5 separate regions of the Mus musculus genome follow, and all the other regions are linked to region 1. Evidence: chromatin contacts called from public Hi-C, Micro-C and promoter capture Hi-C data. All regions are on one chromosome and are shown on one strand. Each heading gives the region's core, a stretch centred on a gene start, on an enhancer-like site or on the middle of the called end of the contact. The rest is flanking DNA. Distances are from core to core; before and after follow the strand shown.

Region 1 (2,700 bases), core at 193-2,692:
TGAATTTGGCATGTCCTGGTTGGGCCCCCCACCAACTGTCCTCTCCTTCTACCTTCATTAAGGTGACTCATGCTTATAGAAAGGATGGATCATCTGAGGTAAAAAAAAAAAAAAACCCAAGGACTCCTGAGAGGGATGTTGGAAAAGACTTCAGTTGGCCCTCTGTCTCTCTCTCTGTCTCTCTCTCTCTGTCTCTCTGTCTCTCTGTCTCTCTCTCTCTCTCCTGTATCCCCTAGCATGTCTGTCTGTCTGATCTGCCTGGCTATAGACTCAGGCAAGTGAATTCCATACAGTACCAGTCTGGGAGCCAGGTGCTCTTGGAACCTGAGCGTTGGTGAGGTAGCTTCTTTTGTGACTCAAGGCCTTCTCTGCCTTGTTTTGCTGTCTTCGGTTTCCTGGTCCCCCTCTTGTATTAATCAGGCTGAAGGTTTGCTTTCTGTATGAGGCCAGTTGGGACCAATGGGCCGTCCGAGGCTTGCAGCCATCCCAGCCTCTCATTGCATCTTCACAGTATGAACGAGTCCCCGGTTTCTCCAGGCTGTTCCTGGAGGGAGGGGTGAGGATGAGTCAACTTACATTCACACTGACTGGTCCTAGCTCAGTGGGTACTTTTAAGAGTGTACACCATCTACTGAATACCAAGCACGTGGCAGGCCCTGGGCTCATCAAAACAAACATTACTGTCAGCTGATTGCAAAGGAAGAGCTGACATCCTCAAAACAGCCCGATGGATGGATAGATGCTATTGTTATCCGCATCTTACAAGCCCAGCAAGAACAGAAAGGGGCCCAACATCATACAGATGCTAAGTGGTCAGCTAAGGAGTTCACCTGTACAACCTTCCTAGCAAAGCCTCAGCCCTGTATGGACGCTGTGTCCTCAATACTCTCATAGACTCCAGCTAAGTTTGCCACATGCCCTTTGCCCATGCAATGTGGTCTTGAGGTTGGGCCAGATCCTGGGACACCCCAGTGTTTTCCTGGCATCGTTTTCCCCTGAAGATCCTGCACATTTGCATGTTCACTGCCACAGCTAAGTTGAGCAAGGCTGCCTAGCCTTGGGGACCCCAGCAGGTGAGTTCAGCCTCCAGGGGCGCAACCGGTAGGAAGGTGCCGCTCTAAGTCAACTCCTCCGGGATATGGGGAACTCACGTGGGATGCCCAGAGCCCTCCCGGCTTCTAGCAGAACGCGCGGAGCCCAGGCTGCCACTCCGGGCAGCGCCGTGTTCCGAGAGACCCGAAGTCTCGAGCCTCCCCTGCGCCGGCCCCCGGCTGCTGGCGGGCCGGGAGACTGCCGCACGAGCGCGGGCCCAGGGGCGCCACCGGGCCGCGCGGGCGGGAACGCGCCGCGGCGGCCTCCTCCTCCCCGGCTCCCGCCCGCGGCGGCGGCGCTTCCCCGGCGCGGAGCGGCTTTAAAAGGCGGCTCCCCACCCCCCGGCGCACTCGCCGCTCGGGCGCCGCGCGAGCCTGCCGCTGCCATGCCTCCGCGCGCGCCGCCAGCGCCCGGGCCCCGGCCGCCGCCCCGGGCCGCCGATGTCGCGCGGGGCGCAGGGGCCGCCGGCCGGCACGGACTCCCGCCGCTCGCGCTGCGCCCCTGGCGTTGGCTGCTTCTGCTCGCGCTGCCCGCCGCCTGCTCCGCGCTGCCGCCGCCGCGCCCCGTCTACACCAACCACTGGGCAGTGCAAGTGCTGGGCGGCCCCGGCGCGGCGGACCGCGTGGCTGCGGCGCACGGCTACCTCAACTTGGGCCAGGTGAGTACGGCCGGCCCCGCGCGCCCCAAACTTTCCCGGCCGCCGGCGGCCACGCGCGAGGGGGCGCCTTGCCAAGCCCGCGGCCAGCGGCGCCGCGTGGGAAGGCGACCCGTATCGCTGGGGACGGCGGGGGCTTCTTGCGGGGACTCTCTGGGAGAGCCGTGGGACACTCGGCGGGAAGGACGTGGTAGGCTGCGTGGACGGTCACGCGGGAGGGCCCGAGGCCGTGGGTCCCCAGGCGATGTCGCCGAGCATTCGCACTCGGAAGTGTGTGGCCTCGGAAGCCCAGGTCGGGCGCCTACACCTGCCCAGCCGCGTTCGAGTGGGCGCCTAAGGGGTCGCTGCGCTCTGCCCACCCGCGCCATCATCATCGTGTACCTATTTCCCTGTGGCCTTCGAGCCTTAGCTCCGTCTCGGGCCACTCTGCCCTCGACGGGTCGCCCGGAGCTCTGGGCTCCCGTTCGTGCGCCAAGGCAGTCAGGCGCTGGTTGGGCGATGTGAGCATGACCCGGGCAACTCAGGGACTGGCTTTCCCTCTGTGTGGTGCGCTGGTGCCTGTGTCCAGAAGTCAGGTTTGGGTCAGGGTGCAAGCAGGACCCAGAAGCTGCAGGTTGGTTGTAGGCTGAACTCTGCACTTGAAACCTCTCTAGGCAAAGACATGGATTGCTTTGCTTTGGGCTCTGGATGCAGCTGGAAAGGCAGCTGTCTGCCCACTAGCTGCATGACCTTGGACATGTCATTTCTTGACTTGCTCATCCGTAAGGGTGGCGACTTTGTACTGCCTGAGGTTGTTGAGATGAGCCGGGAGTGTTCAGAAGCAAGGCACTACTCATGGGATGCCCATTCTCTCACCCCTGGTGGTATAAGCTGGCTGTCATTTATACCAAGAGAAGCCGAGATAGGGCACTAGGTCCGCGCAGCTCCCAAGGACTGCCAATGCAGGGTGCCTT
Region 2 (2,700 bases), core at 21-2,520, 220 kb before region 1:
GCTCATGGTTATAAGAGAAACAAAGTCATGTGTGAACTTATTACTGGAGTCTTTAGAGTCAAAGCCTGGCTTCTGGAAGTTTCAACGACATAAGCTCAGCTAACCCTCTGAAACATGCCAATTAAAATGACAGTTAACAATAAAAAGCAGAGAAAGGAGATTTATTCATTGTGGTTACAGTGGGAAGATGAACAGCTACAGGGGTTCAGCCACCTACCCCAAGCCCGTCATTGGGGTGCTAATATGAGGTTTAAGTTTAAGTAGAGGCCAGTGGTGGAGGTGTGGCTCCATCATCGGCTTAGTTCCAGTCTGTCCAGCAATTCCTAGGGCAACTCCTCCCCCAGGGGGCAGCAGGGCTTCAGCCCTTTCCTGCTCCAGGATGAGAGCTTAATTCTTTGCGGACCACTGTTTCCAAAGTCCGATAGCACAAATGTTTCTACTTAAAATAATCTTAAGACAGTTATAAACAGCATTTGCTCTAGACTCAAATAGTGAACAATGTTGTGCTGGCCAGGCTGAAGTTTTTGTAGTGCTCTTCTGTGTGTCCTTGCCAAGTGCCACTGTATTTGCACAGCCTTGGCATGAAGGTCTATTTTCAATGGCCGCTTTTCAGAACCTGTTTGCACAGTGTGGTGACTGCAAGAATTTAAGAGGGGAATGAAAGAAATCCATCAGGCTTTGCTAACGGTTTGGACAATCTGGTCAAGAGACGCACCTCCTCTGGGCTTCAATATCTCAAACTCCAGTTTCATTAGACTGAACACACTTCCAGTAGCACCTGGACATGCCTCCAAACGCTAAAGATGCCCATCCGGTGGTCCCACTCCTGCTGCCTAGGTCCAGAGCGTAGTTCTCAATCCTGCAGTGCACCCAACATTGGCCGTGTTCCTGCCCGTGCTCCCTGCCACACTCCCCTGCCCATTTTCCTTGTTTTATGAAGCATTGCTCAGCCGTCTCATCTTCCCCAGCGATGATGCCGCGCTGTCTCATCGCTTCTCCTCTGAAATGATGCCTACCCTTGCCCCTCCCATCACTCCTGCCCCGCCCTTCATTATCCTATAGCCCGCCCCTCTTCTTTGCCCATCGCCTGGCCTCTGCACAGTTGCCCCGATATGGCCCCGCCTCTTGCCCGTGCATCGCTCCGCCCCATGCAGGGATACCCAGCTCCAGCCCCGCCCCTCTTCCTCCATCGCCCCGCCCCATATAGTGATGCACCCCCACTTCACCCCGCCTCCCGAAGTCCTTCAGCTCCGCCCCGCCCCGTCTCCTTGTCACTCTGGCTGGGCTGGCGGGCTCAGGTGGCACAGGGAAGCTACCATGGCGGCCCAGGCCCTGGCGGCTCAGGCGGTGGCCTCGCGCCTGCAGCGGCAGGAGGAGGACATCCGCTGGCTGTGCGCGGAGGTGCAGCGCCTGAGGGACGAGCAGCTGCGCGGGCCCGAGCGGGGCCAAGCCGAGGGCCCGCGCCTGACACGCGAGGTGGCACAGCTCCAGGCGGAGAACCGCGACCTGCACCAGCGCCTGTGTGGCCTGCGGCTGCGCCTGGCGGAGCAGCGCCGCACCGAGGCCGGGCGAGCGGCGGCGCACGAGGTAACCGGCGGCCCAGGAGTACGCACTCAGCGGGTTCCAATTCTGCACCCGGGTGCGGACAGGGCTGCAGGGTGTGTCCCCGCCCGCGCCCTGCCCACTGCCCACGGCCTGGGGAACCGCTAGGTTTCCACCAACCTCCTAACTGACCAGCTGGTATAATTTCTCAGCTCTTCATTGGACAGACTGCAAACAACATTTTTTCCCTCCAGTAGCAGATCAAACTGAGGTGCATGCCTCTAATCCAGAACTCTGGAGGCTGAGGCAGGAGGATGGCTGAGAATTTAAGGCCCGCCTGGAGTAAATATTGAGAATCAGGTCGGCCAGGGCAATATGAGAAGACGCTGTCTCAAATAAAAACTTTTTAAAAGGCCGCTTCAGTGTTTAAGAGTCACAGTATCCTTGGAGAAGAGGACCTAACAGTTTCTATTCTCTCTGCTGGCTGGTTCTGTGCTATCTGAAGACAGGTTATTTTTACTGTCTTATTTTGGTGGTTTGCTTTGAGGCCTATATGTGATCTGTATATTTAACAGAAGTATTTGATTACAGTATTTTCATGTTTTAGAAGATTATTAAGTAACAAATTAGAAGAATTTTTTTTCTAAGTTCTAAAGGCTTTCTAAAACTGAGGGGTTTTTGGTTTTTGTTTTGTTTGTTTGTTTTGTTTTTGCTCTGGCAACATCTAATGAAATAGTGCAATGAATAAGAGTCTGGTGGCAGCCACAATTTCCAGTGACATTATTTGTTTAAAGTTTAGGGAAGAGTGACAGAGAGACACAGAGACTGTGTGTGTTGCAGGCTATGGGACCCATGGCCTTGTGAATACTGGGCAGTGCTCTATTACTGAGCTACACCCCCAGTTTTAATGTGCTCGGACAGATAGGGCTGAACTCTGAAACCAGATCCCTGAGGGTTATAAGTAGATCCTGGTTCCCACAGCCCAGCCGGGACTCTCCAACCATGGGCCCTGCCGTGAGCTCTCTGGGTTTCCTCCTTCCCCGGGTTTCTCATGTACTGCTCTTGCCTCCCATTATCTTTCAGCCTCCTACCCAAAACCAAGAGAAGGACACAAAGAAGAAGAGGCTGAAGCAGAGTGAGCCTGGCCGGGAGGTAAGT
Region 3 (2,700 bases), core at 13-2,512, 250 kb after region 1:
GTTTCTTTGATTGATTAAATGAGAACTTCTTAGGCTCTGGGACCGTAGTTCAGAGGATAGAGTACTGGCCCAGTGTATCAGAGGTCCAGTGGCTGATCCCTGGCACCAGGGCTGGTAGCACACAGGCCTGGAATTCAGGTGACTCCAGTTCCATAAGCAAGAGGATCTGGAGTTCAAAACGATCTGCAGCTTCAGCTAGCACCTGGGCTCTATTAGAGCAGGTCCAAGTGGCTACTTTGCGATTATAATCCTAACACATTGGTGACTAAGAAATAAAATTGGTATTTACAAACATTTGTCATGTGGGCACCCAAGTTGAAGGGCTTTCGTTTTTAACAAAACGTATAAAAGTTAAGACAGAGCAAATATAGGGAAACTGGTATCCAACTTAAAAATCCATTCAGCGAGCCTAACTTACTTGGAGACCTCCAGAATAGTAAGAGATCCTGTTTCAAAAAACTAGGTGTATGGCTCCCGAGAACCCATCCCCCACACCACGTACACAATCCATATCCGTTTTATAAATCTACTCTTAAAAATACTGACAGACTTAGGTGAGGGGGGTACTAACCAGCTCTCTGCTCACTGGGACTAAATACAGGTATTTATCATCTAGTGGTAACTCACCCACCCATCTCTTCAATATCCATTTAAAAAACTAATATGCCGGGCTTGGTGCCGCTCGCCTTTAAGCCCAGCGCTCGAGAGGCAGAGACAGATCTCAGATTCTCTGAGTTCGAGGGCAGCCCTAGCTACTTAGCGAATTCACGTTTCGCTCCCCAGCCCGCAAATCCCCTAGCGTTCCTAGGTGAACTGTGGCCGTGTGTGGCTCCAGCCCCGCCTGCAGCGTACAAAGCTGCAGTGTGGACCCCGCTGTCCTGGCCACCGAGTCGGGAGGTCGGCCCGGGGAGGGAAGGGCGTGGCGGCTCTCGGGGCATCTGGGGAGCCGGTCAACTCAGTCCACGTGCGGTGCCGGACCGCCGGCTCCCAATGCTGGCGACGGGGGCGTGGCCGCGGGTACCGGGCAGTGGGGGTTGGAGGGACGCCCGCCCCGCTGTCGTCGATGCTATCCCACGCCCCTCCTGCCTGGCCGCAGACTGCGGGGCGGGTGCTTTTTTTTTTTTTTTTTTGGTTAAACTTTGGCCACGTGAACTGCCCCCCATTCACTTTTGCGCCAATCACGAGGCGCGGACGGATCCCGAGAGGGGCCACGGCACGCCGCCGGCGGGCCGCTTCTTAACGCGCGGTGCGTGACGTGAGGGGCTCCTTTGCAATGGCGCGCTAAGCCGGAGGATGTGCAGCTGCAGAGGCGGCGCAGGGCACCGAGAGGGCGGGCGCAGCGCGAGCCGAGCCGAGCCAGCCGGGGGACGCGAGCCGCGGGAGCCGCTGTCGCCTCGCGCCGGAGTCGCCGGCCGCGCGCGCGGGGCATGGTCCCCTCTTAAAGGCGCAGGCCGCGGCGGTGCGGGCGGGCGCGCGGAACAAAGCGCCGGCGCGGGGCCTGCGGGCGGCTCGGGAGCCGCGATGGGCGCGGCGGGCCCGCGGCGGCCGCGGCGCTGCCCGGGCCGGGCCTGGCGGCGCTAGGGCGGGCTGGCCTCCGCGGGCGGGGGCGGTGGGCTGAGGGCGCGCGGAGCCTGCGGCGGGGACAGCGGGACAGCGGCCCGGCGGGCGGAGGGGCGCGGGCATGGCCGCGCGCGGCCGGCGCGCCTGGCTCAGCATGCTGCTCGGGCTCGTGCTGGGCTTCGTGCTGGCCTCGCGGCTCGTCCTGCCCCGCGCCTCGGAGCTGAAGCGAGTGGGCCCGCGGCGGCGCCCCAGTCCCGAGGGATGCCGGCCAGGGCAGGAGGCGTCGCAGCCCGGCGGGGCGCGCGGCGATGCGCGCGGGGCGCAGCTCTGGCCGCAGGGCTCGGCCGCGGAGGGCGTCCCGCGCGACAGGAACTTTCTCTTCGTGGGAGTCATGACAGCCCAGAAATACCTGCAGACCCGCGCCGTGGCCGCCTACAGGTGAGCCCCCCTTTCGTGGATGCCATCGCCTGCATCCGGCATCCTGGCTGGCGGGCGGGCGGCGTTACGGGTTCCCCGGAGGCTTCTCTGGTAGCTGCCAGCGGCTCAGCGCAAAGGCAGCAGGGCTTAGGATGGTGAGCATCTCTCAAGGGCAAGGCTTTGGGATTGAGTACGCTGGCCTCAGTGTGTGTGCCTCTCAACCTCATCTCCAGGGAGACACGTAAGCTTTCTGTGTTCAAGACTTCTTTGTTAAAAGGAACGAGTCTCCCCCATAAGGTGGTGGCGAAATTCAATGTTGTACCTGCGATAGTGGAGGCAGAGTTATAATTTGAGTCTCTAAAATAGGCACTTTGTCATTTCGAAGGGAGAGCCCGCTTAAATTAACCTGGCTAGGGCTCCTCCGTACTGTACTTTAAGATTCTCACTTTTGGTGAGCGTTTCCACTCTGCCTTTGAGCAACACTCTGGTTTGTTAAGTAGAGAAAAAGAACCTTGAGGAAAAACAGTTTGTGTGATCGATTTAGTCATTGTAAGACTGCAGCCTGGTGTTCCCCAGCGCAGCCACCAAGGCGTATGCGTGGTAGGAAGTAACTGGGCCCTAGTAGGCTAAAGGAGTCAGTAGAAGTGGCAGCGATCATGTTCAGGATTAACAAAGGGATTAGCCAAAGCTGCCTTTAGAAAAGGAGATGGTTTTAGAGTGGAG
Region 4 (2,700 bases), core at 18-2,517, 220 kb after region 1:
GCCTGCTGAGTGCTGGGGTTGAAGGTGTGTGCCAACATTTCCCCTCCACCTTGTCTTTTAATGAAACTAAACATTACTTATTTCATCATCATGATTGCAGATGTTAAGGGACTGGATCAACAGGCAAATGAGCAACCTCCTCTCTCGTAACCAGATGTTTCACTTGCTCTGTATGATGTGAGAAATCACCTTAAGCAAAGAGAGAGGGTTCAAACTGGCCTCAGAGGTGGGGTGGCAGTCATCGGTACCAAAAAAGAAAAAAAAATTAAACTGATCCTTTTTTACCACTGAGAAAACTATTAAAATCATAAAACTTTAAAAATTTAGCAATTTTTTAAAAAAGCCATGTTGTGTCTGAAAAAAAAAATCAGCAAATTCATGGCTATCTTCATATTCTTAGCTTCATATCCAGTCATCAAAGTCTATTTTCAAGGTGGTTGATAATGTGAAGTGACTCCAGGCTTTTCTCTCCCATGTCCCCAGATGGAGTCGCTGAATTAGAAGATCCTTAACAGACTAGTTTTTATGACACAGTGAGTTTTATTTCCATTTTGGAGATTCAAAGTCCTCAAGCTTGGTACAGCACCGTATAGATTCCATCAGGCTCCTCAGGCTGAGTCATCTCACGGTGGGGTGCACAGAAATCTAGTCTCTTTTTCTCTGGGGACACCCACATTGACCTCATATAGTAGTTTCCCAAAGGATCCCACCTTTAAACACCACAGAGTTCTCACCTTCTTAATCCCATTAATCTATGGAAACTTGATTCCATCAGTTCCTTTTCAAATCGCAGCTATCTCCTTTATTGCCTTCCTAGTATGTTGCAGAGAACCATTACAAAAACTGTGGTAATGTAACACATAAGAGCCTAAGTTGAAGTCATTACTACATTAATTCCTTCCCTTGAGACAGTGGATCAGAAGAAAGGAATTCTAAGTAGATCGCTTTCCGCACGTTAGGGGAGGGGAATCTATGCTGCAAACCTTTAGGGCCCGGTGACAAGGGCGGGACTCAAATCTCATCTCCAGGAGGTTTCAAATCTCTTGAGCCTCAATGTCCAATCAGTATCAAATACAAGATCGGTTATCCGAGCTATGCCGAGTTGAGCTGCGAGCTCCTCCCTGAAAGTCAAACGCGCTTCCGCCTGGGCATCTTTCAGCCCCGCCCTCTGGTCACACCCCCCCTGTGATTGGTCGAGCGTCGAGGTAGGTCGAGCCACGATAGGTCAGTACCGCCACGGCAGTGAGCGCCACGTGTACATAGGGCCGAACCGGAAGCGCAGAGCAGAGAGGAGCAGCGGGCTTGTCGTTGGTGGCGGTGGCGGTGGCCGCCATGGATCGCGATGAGGAACCTCTGTCCGCGAGGCCGGCGCTGGAGACCGAGAGCCTGCGATTCCTGCACGTGACAGGTCAGGGGCGGCGGGCGCCGCCATGCTCGGTGGGTCGGCCTCCAGGAGGCTTGGCGTTAACGCCGCGGACTGGCCGAGCCTGCTTGTTGGGCCGGAGCTCACCTTTCTCGAAGTCGCCCTAGCTGGGCGGGCGCTCGCGGACTTGGCTCACGGGAGTCCCTTTAACATTTTCCTTTTGCAGTGGAGTCCTCCGCCCGGCGTTTCACTCTACCCGACACTAACACACTGTTGTCTCACTCCTTAACAAAGTGTAACTCACGGAGTCTGGATGGCCTTTGCTTTCCTGAATCAGATAGACACGTCCCCTTTAGTCCTTCAGAACCTAGCTGCTGGGCTCTGCACCCTCCGGGCTACTCCCGAGTCCCCTTGTAGTTGAGAAGTTTCTGTACCCAGCGATTCGCTTCTTAGGAGTCCATTTCCAGCTAGACTGTGAAGGTTCTGAAAGAAGAAGCTATGACTATTTTTGTAGAGTATTATTGAAAAAAATGCTATTACCATTTCTGAAACTGGTTTCTTTCTCTTTTTTTTTTTTTTCCCCCCAGTGGGCTCCCTGCTGGCCAGCTATGGCTGGTACATCCTCTTCAGCTGCATCCTACTCTACATTGTCATCCAGAGGCTCTCCCTTCGACTGAGGGCTTTGAGGCAGAGACAGCTGGACCAAGCCGAGACTGTTCTGGGTTAGTGCCATGTGGTAGAAATGAAGGCGCCTGTCATTTACTTAGTGGGTGGTGGCAAGACATGCCTTTGAGGTTTGAAAGATTTTTATTGAGATGCAAAGACTCCGTGATGGTGTATAGCATACTCAATGCACATCTTGTTCGGTGCATGGGGACCAGTCCCTGGAGATGGCCAGGTCTTGTGGAGGAAACAAGAAGTGTCAAGGGGCGGGGGTGGGGGTGGGGGGATCAGGCATTGGGGTCCTGGGAATCTTGCCACCTGACTGACTGGAAGTGGGGTGCTGCTTTATACAGCACTCCGTAGACAGGGATGGATTCATAGATCATATTTTTGTCCCCAGATGTATTTTAGCTTCCTCGTAGTCATAAGTTTAGCCATCATTGATAAACCGTGACAGAGCAGAGTTATCTTTTACAATCATTTTCCCTCATCAACCCCGTAGCCCATTTTTTTAAAGAATCTAGAGGCATATTTTGCCAAAGCATGACAGTCCATTCTCAGGCTGGTAGCTCTTATGGTTTCAAAGGCACTAGACAGAAAATCTCCAAGCCAGCCTGGGTAGGTTGTCATGTCCTATGGCAGTAGATTAGCAGTTTATTTAATCAACTTTTGAT
Region 5 (2,700 bases), core at 62-2,561, 140 kb after region 1:
ACCACACCAGCCTGGCAACCTGAGACTGCCTCTCAGAACCAACACAGAAGTATATATAGAGAGAAGCAACTCACGAAGCTGTTCTCTGACTCCCAAGTGCACATCGTCCTCACATGCGCATACAGGCGGGTGGAGAAAAACTTTCCAAAGTTTTACTTAGTTTTACCACAATAGTGGAGTTTGAACCCAGGACCCTGTGAAGTAATTCTCTGTGCACATGTGTGTGCACTTGCGTGGGGGCACGTAATGGTTCGCGTGTGAAGGGCAGCAGTCCTTGCCAGGTGTCATCTGTCAACTCCCACCTTATTTCTTGAGGTAAGGTCTCACTAAACCTGGGATTTACTGATTTGGCTAGACTGGCTGGCCAGCGTGCCCTCGTCCCCGGGATCGGCCTGCCCATGACTCCCCAGTGCTGGGATTGTAGATGCACACTGCTACACCCATTTTTATTTATTTTTGTTTGTTTGATGGTTTGTTTGTTTTGTTTTTTGTTTTTTTATTGTGGGCTCAGGGTTTGAACTTGGGTCCTCCTGCTTGTGCAGCAAGCATTCCATTTAGTGAGTCGTCTCCCCAGCCCATGAGACATGCTTGATAGTAAGGGTACCCCACTTTTCTACGTGTCTCAGCACTTAGTCTCAAGCAAAGAGGCGTTCTACTGACCAGAATGGAAGGCTAAAGGGAGCGCGAGGCTCTTGCAGACATGACTCGTACCTCGTACTAATGGCATTTACTCCATTAATGCCACATTGGCATTTACTCCACTAAGGTCACACTGACCTCCTGATTCACTTTCCCAGAACTGCCAGGTCACCTACAGCTTGTTTCCTTTCTCTGAGCCTCCCCTGAGGTGCAGCCTGGGCTCTGACATGGTGGCCATCAGTTTGATGAGCTACCTGTGACTGGCTTTTCTCTCCCCTCCCAGGGAAGACTTGGCATTTGGCCTCCCTAGCGTGCCGCTCTCTGGTGAGGCAGATGACGCCACCCAGAAGGGTTATGCAATGCTAGGTAAGGACGCAGCAGCCCATACCAGCTGACAGTTGAAGGCTTGCTAGTCCTCTGAGACCACTTTGCAAGCCTTCCCCTTGTGTACTTTATTCTGTTGTTCAGCTTTGACCACAACACTTCAAGCTCGCTCCCAGCTCCCATTCTCCCCACCATTGACTGCTTTGAGGTTGTACCATCCAAGACAGCGGCAGCCCACAAGCCTCACTTTACATCTGTGTCATCTAGAGATCCTGGGATAAACCATGCTCAGATGGCAGATGAGGTCAAAGCTTCCATGATCATCTATGAAACAGTCCACAGGGATCGATCTCAAAGTCACTGTGTGTAGACCTGGTCCGGTGTGATTGTGCCATGGCCTTGGGAAGCCCCGGGCTGAATCTGCTCTGGTTTCTCCCCTTCAGTTAATAAGTAGTCATTGAGTGATTGGATGGTGGGTGTGTGAGCGTGTGTGAGCCTTATTTAAATCAAAAGCTCGTGTGGTTTTAATCAACCCTGTTTTCAGCCTGCTTGCTCAGCAGGATGTTCAGTAATCAGTTAAAGGGGGAAAGAATGAGTCTCCCGAGGCTGATCTCTCCTTCATCTTCTTAAAAAGTTCCATGGTTCTTGGTTTCCCCTTCATGGCTCATTCGAGTTTGTCTTTTCTCCCTAACTGCTGCCGTTTCATTGCTGGTTTTATTGACCTCTGTTTTATTGACATCTGTTTGAGACTGATCGTCATTTCCAAAATGGAACTTGGAATTTTGCAATCTGTGGCCAGTGGCTCCATCGATCTTATCCTCTTCGCTAGGAGGAAGACAGACCGAATGAGCAAATCCTCTGTGTTGGCTTTAAACTTTTCCACTAAACTCATTTCTTTTTTTGGATTTTCCAAGATTTTTTTTTATTCTTTTTTTATTAGATATTTTCTTTATTTACATTTCAAATGCTATCCCGAAAGTTCTCTATACCCTCCCCCCACACCCCCACCCCTGCTCCCCTACCCATCCACTTCCACTTCTTGGCCCTGGTGTTTCCCCTGTACTGAGGCATATAAAGTTTGCAATACCTAGGGGCCTCTCTTCCCAGTGATGGCCGATTAGGCCATCTTCTGCTACATATGCTGCTAGAGACAGGAGCTCTGGGGGTACTGGTTAGTTCATATTGTTGTTCCACCTATAGGGTTGCAGACCCCTTCAGCTCCTTGGGTACTTTCTCTAGCTTCTCCATTGGGGGCCCTGTGTTCCATCCTATAGATGACTATGAGCATTCTTATCTCCTTGTACAAAGCTCAAGTCTAAGTGGACCACTAAACTCATTTCTGCAGAGAGTGACTACCAAGCCTCTCTCCCACATCCTTGGAAACAGAACTTAAGACCGATTCCAAACAATTCCAAACACGTAGTTGTCACGATCCGTTTTTTTTTTTTTTTAACCACTATTTGCGTTAATCTTGAAACCAACCACTTCAACATGCTTCTACTTTCCCAGAGACCTGTAATATTATTCTCCTGATTGTAGAACAAATGAATTGTCTCATCTCAGTAGGTGAGCCACCAATCCTACCAACGCTGTCCTCCTCCAGGGGGCGTGGCTTCATTTCATTGGTTCTTTTTCTCCTGACTGCAAAGGTAGCAAGAGGAGGCTTACCTCTTCCCCATTTCATGTGCGAATGACAAACTCAATGATGATGAAATGCAAATGAAAAATAGGCCCTCC

What was found. Hi-C and Micro-C count contacts between places; a contact is called where the count stands out from the background. Capture Hi-C pulls out chosen DNA fragments and counts their contacts.
Region 2: a contact with region 1 is called in a Micro-C map of embryonic stem cells, with 4 times the contacts expected there. The contact joins the promoter of Tarsl2 here to the promoter of Pcsk6 in region 1. A contact is called at or near these places in 1 of 484 Hi-C or Micro-C datasets (embryonic stem cells) and 1 of 115 datasets of contacts at active chromatin or transcription factors (embryonic stem cells).
Region 3: a contact with region 1 is called in a Micro-C map of embryonic stem cells, with 2.0 times the contacts expected there. The contact joins the promoter of Chsy1 here to the promoter of Pcsk6 in region 1. A contact is called at or near these places in 3 of 484 Hi-C or Micro-C datasets (the N1E-115 cell line and embryonic stem cells), 1 of 115 datasets of contacts at active chromatin or transcription factors (embryonic stem cells) and 1 of 9 other capture datasets (pancreatic islet).
Region 4: a promoter capture Hi-C map of pancreatic islet shows a contact between it and region 1. The contact joins the promoter of Selenos here to the promoter of Pcsk6 in region 1. A contact is called at or near these places in 8 of 39 promoter capture datasets (the 3T3-L1 cell line, 3T3-L1-derived adipocytes, cranial neural crest and 5 more), 7 of 484 Hi-C or Micro-C datasets (embryonic stem cells, epidermal suprabasal cells, liver and 2 more), 10 of 115 datasets of contacts at active chromatin or transcription factors (bone marrow-derived macrophages, embryonic limb bud, embryonic stem cells and 3 more) and 1 of 9 other capture datasets (pancreatic islet).
Region 5: a contact with region 1 is called in a Hi-C map of liver, with 2.8 times the contacts expected there. The contact joins the enhancer-like site here to the promoter of Pcsk6 in region 1. A contact is called at or near these places in 2 of 39 promoter capture datasets (embryonic stem cells and liver), 4 of 484 Hi-C or Micro-C datasets (the N1E-115 cell line, liver, nephron progenitors and 1 more), 6 of 115 datasets of contacts at active chromatin or transcription factors (embryonic stem cells, fibro-adipogenic progenitors, liver and 1 more) and 2 of 9 other capture datasets (adipose tissue and pancreatic islet).

What each region holds. Positions count from the first base shown.
Region 1 is chr7:65,860,694-65,863,393 of GRCm38.p6, forward strand. It overlaps Pcsk6 (proprotein convertase subtilisin/kexin type 6), which reads left to right and starts at 1,443. Exons shown (of 22, transcript NM_011048.1): 1 at 1,443-1,750. The coding sequence starts at 1,478. It overlaps Gm20684 (predicted gene 20684), which reads right to left and starts at 1,349. Exons shown (of 3, transcript NR_169041.1): 1 at 1,152-1,349; 2 at 297-544.
Region 2 is chr7:65,643,628-65,646,327 of GRCm38.p6, forward strand. It overlaps Tarsl2 (threonyl-tRNA synthetase-like 2), which reads left to right and starts at 1,271. Exons shown (of 19, transcript NM_172310.2): 1 at 1,271-1,587; 2 at 2,626-2,694. The coding sequence starts at 1,318.
Region 3 is chr7:66,108,230-66,110,929 of GRCm38.p6, forward strand. Chsy1 (chondroitin sulfate synthase 1) reads left to right here and starts at 1,263. Exons shown (of 3, transcript NM_001081163.2): 1 at 1,263-1,998. The coding sequence starts at 1,682.
Region 4 is chr7:66,078,382-66,081,081 of GRCm38.p6, forward strand. It overlaps Selenos (selenoprotein S), which reads left to right and starts at 1,268. Exons shown (of 6, transcript NM_024439.3): 1 at 1,268-1,408; 2 at 1,951-2,085. The coding sequence starts at 1,333.
Region 5 is chr7:66,002,705-66,005,404 of GRCm38.p6, forward strand. The region is part of intron 13 of Pcsk6 (proprotein convertase subtilisin/kexin type 6); the gene reads left to right. Among named protein-coding and RNA genes, the nearest start is that of Snrpa1, 56 kb to the right of the region's middle. Within about 2 kb of position 1,312, at least 6 of the 459 cell types and tissues checked have an H3K27ac peak or open chromatin away from gene starts, as enhancers often do. A contact at or near this core is called in liver, where this site is marked.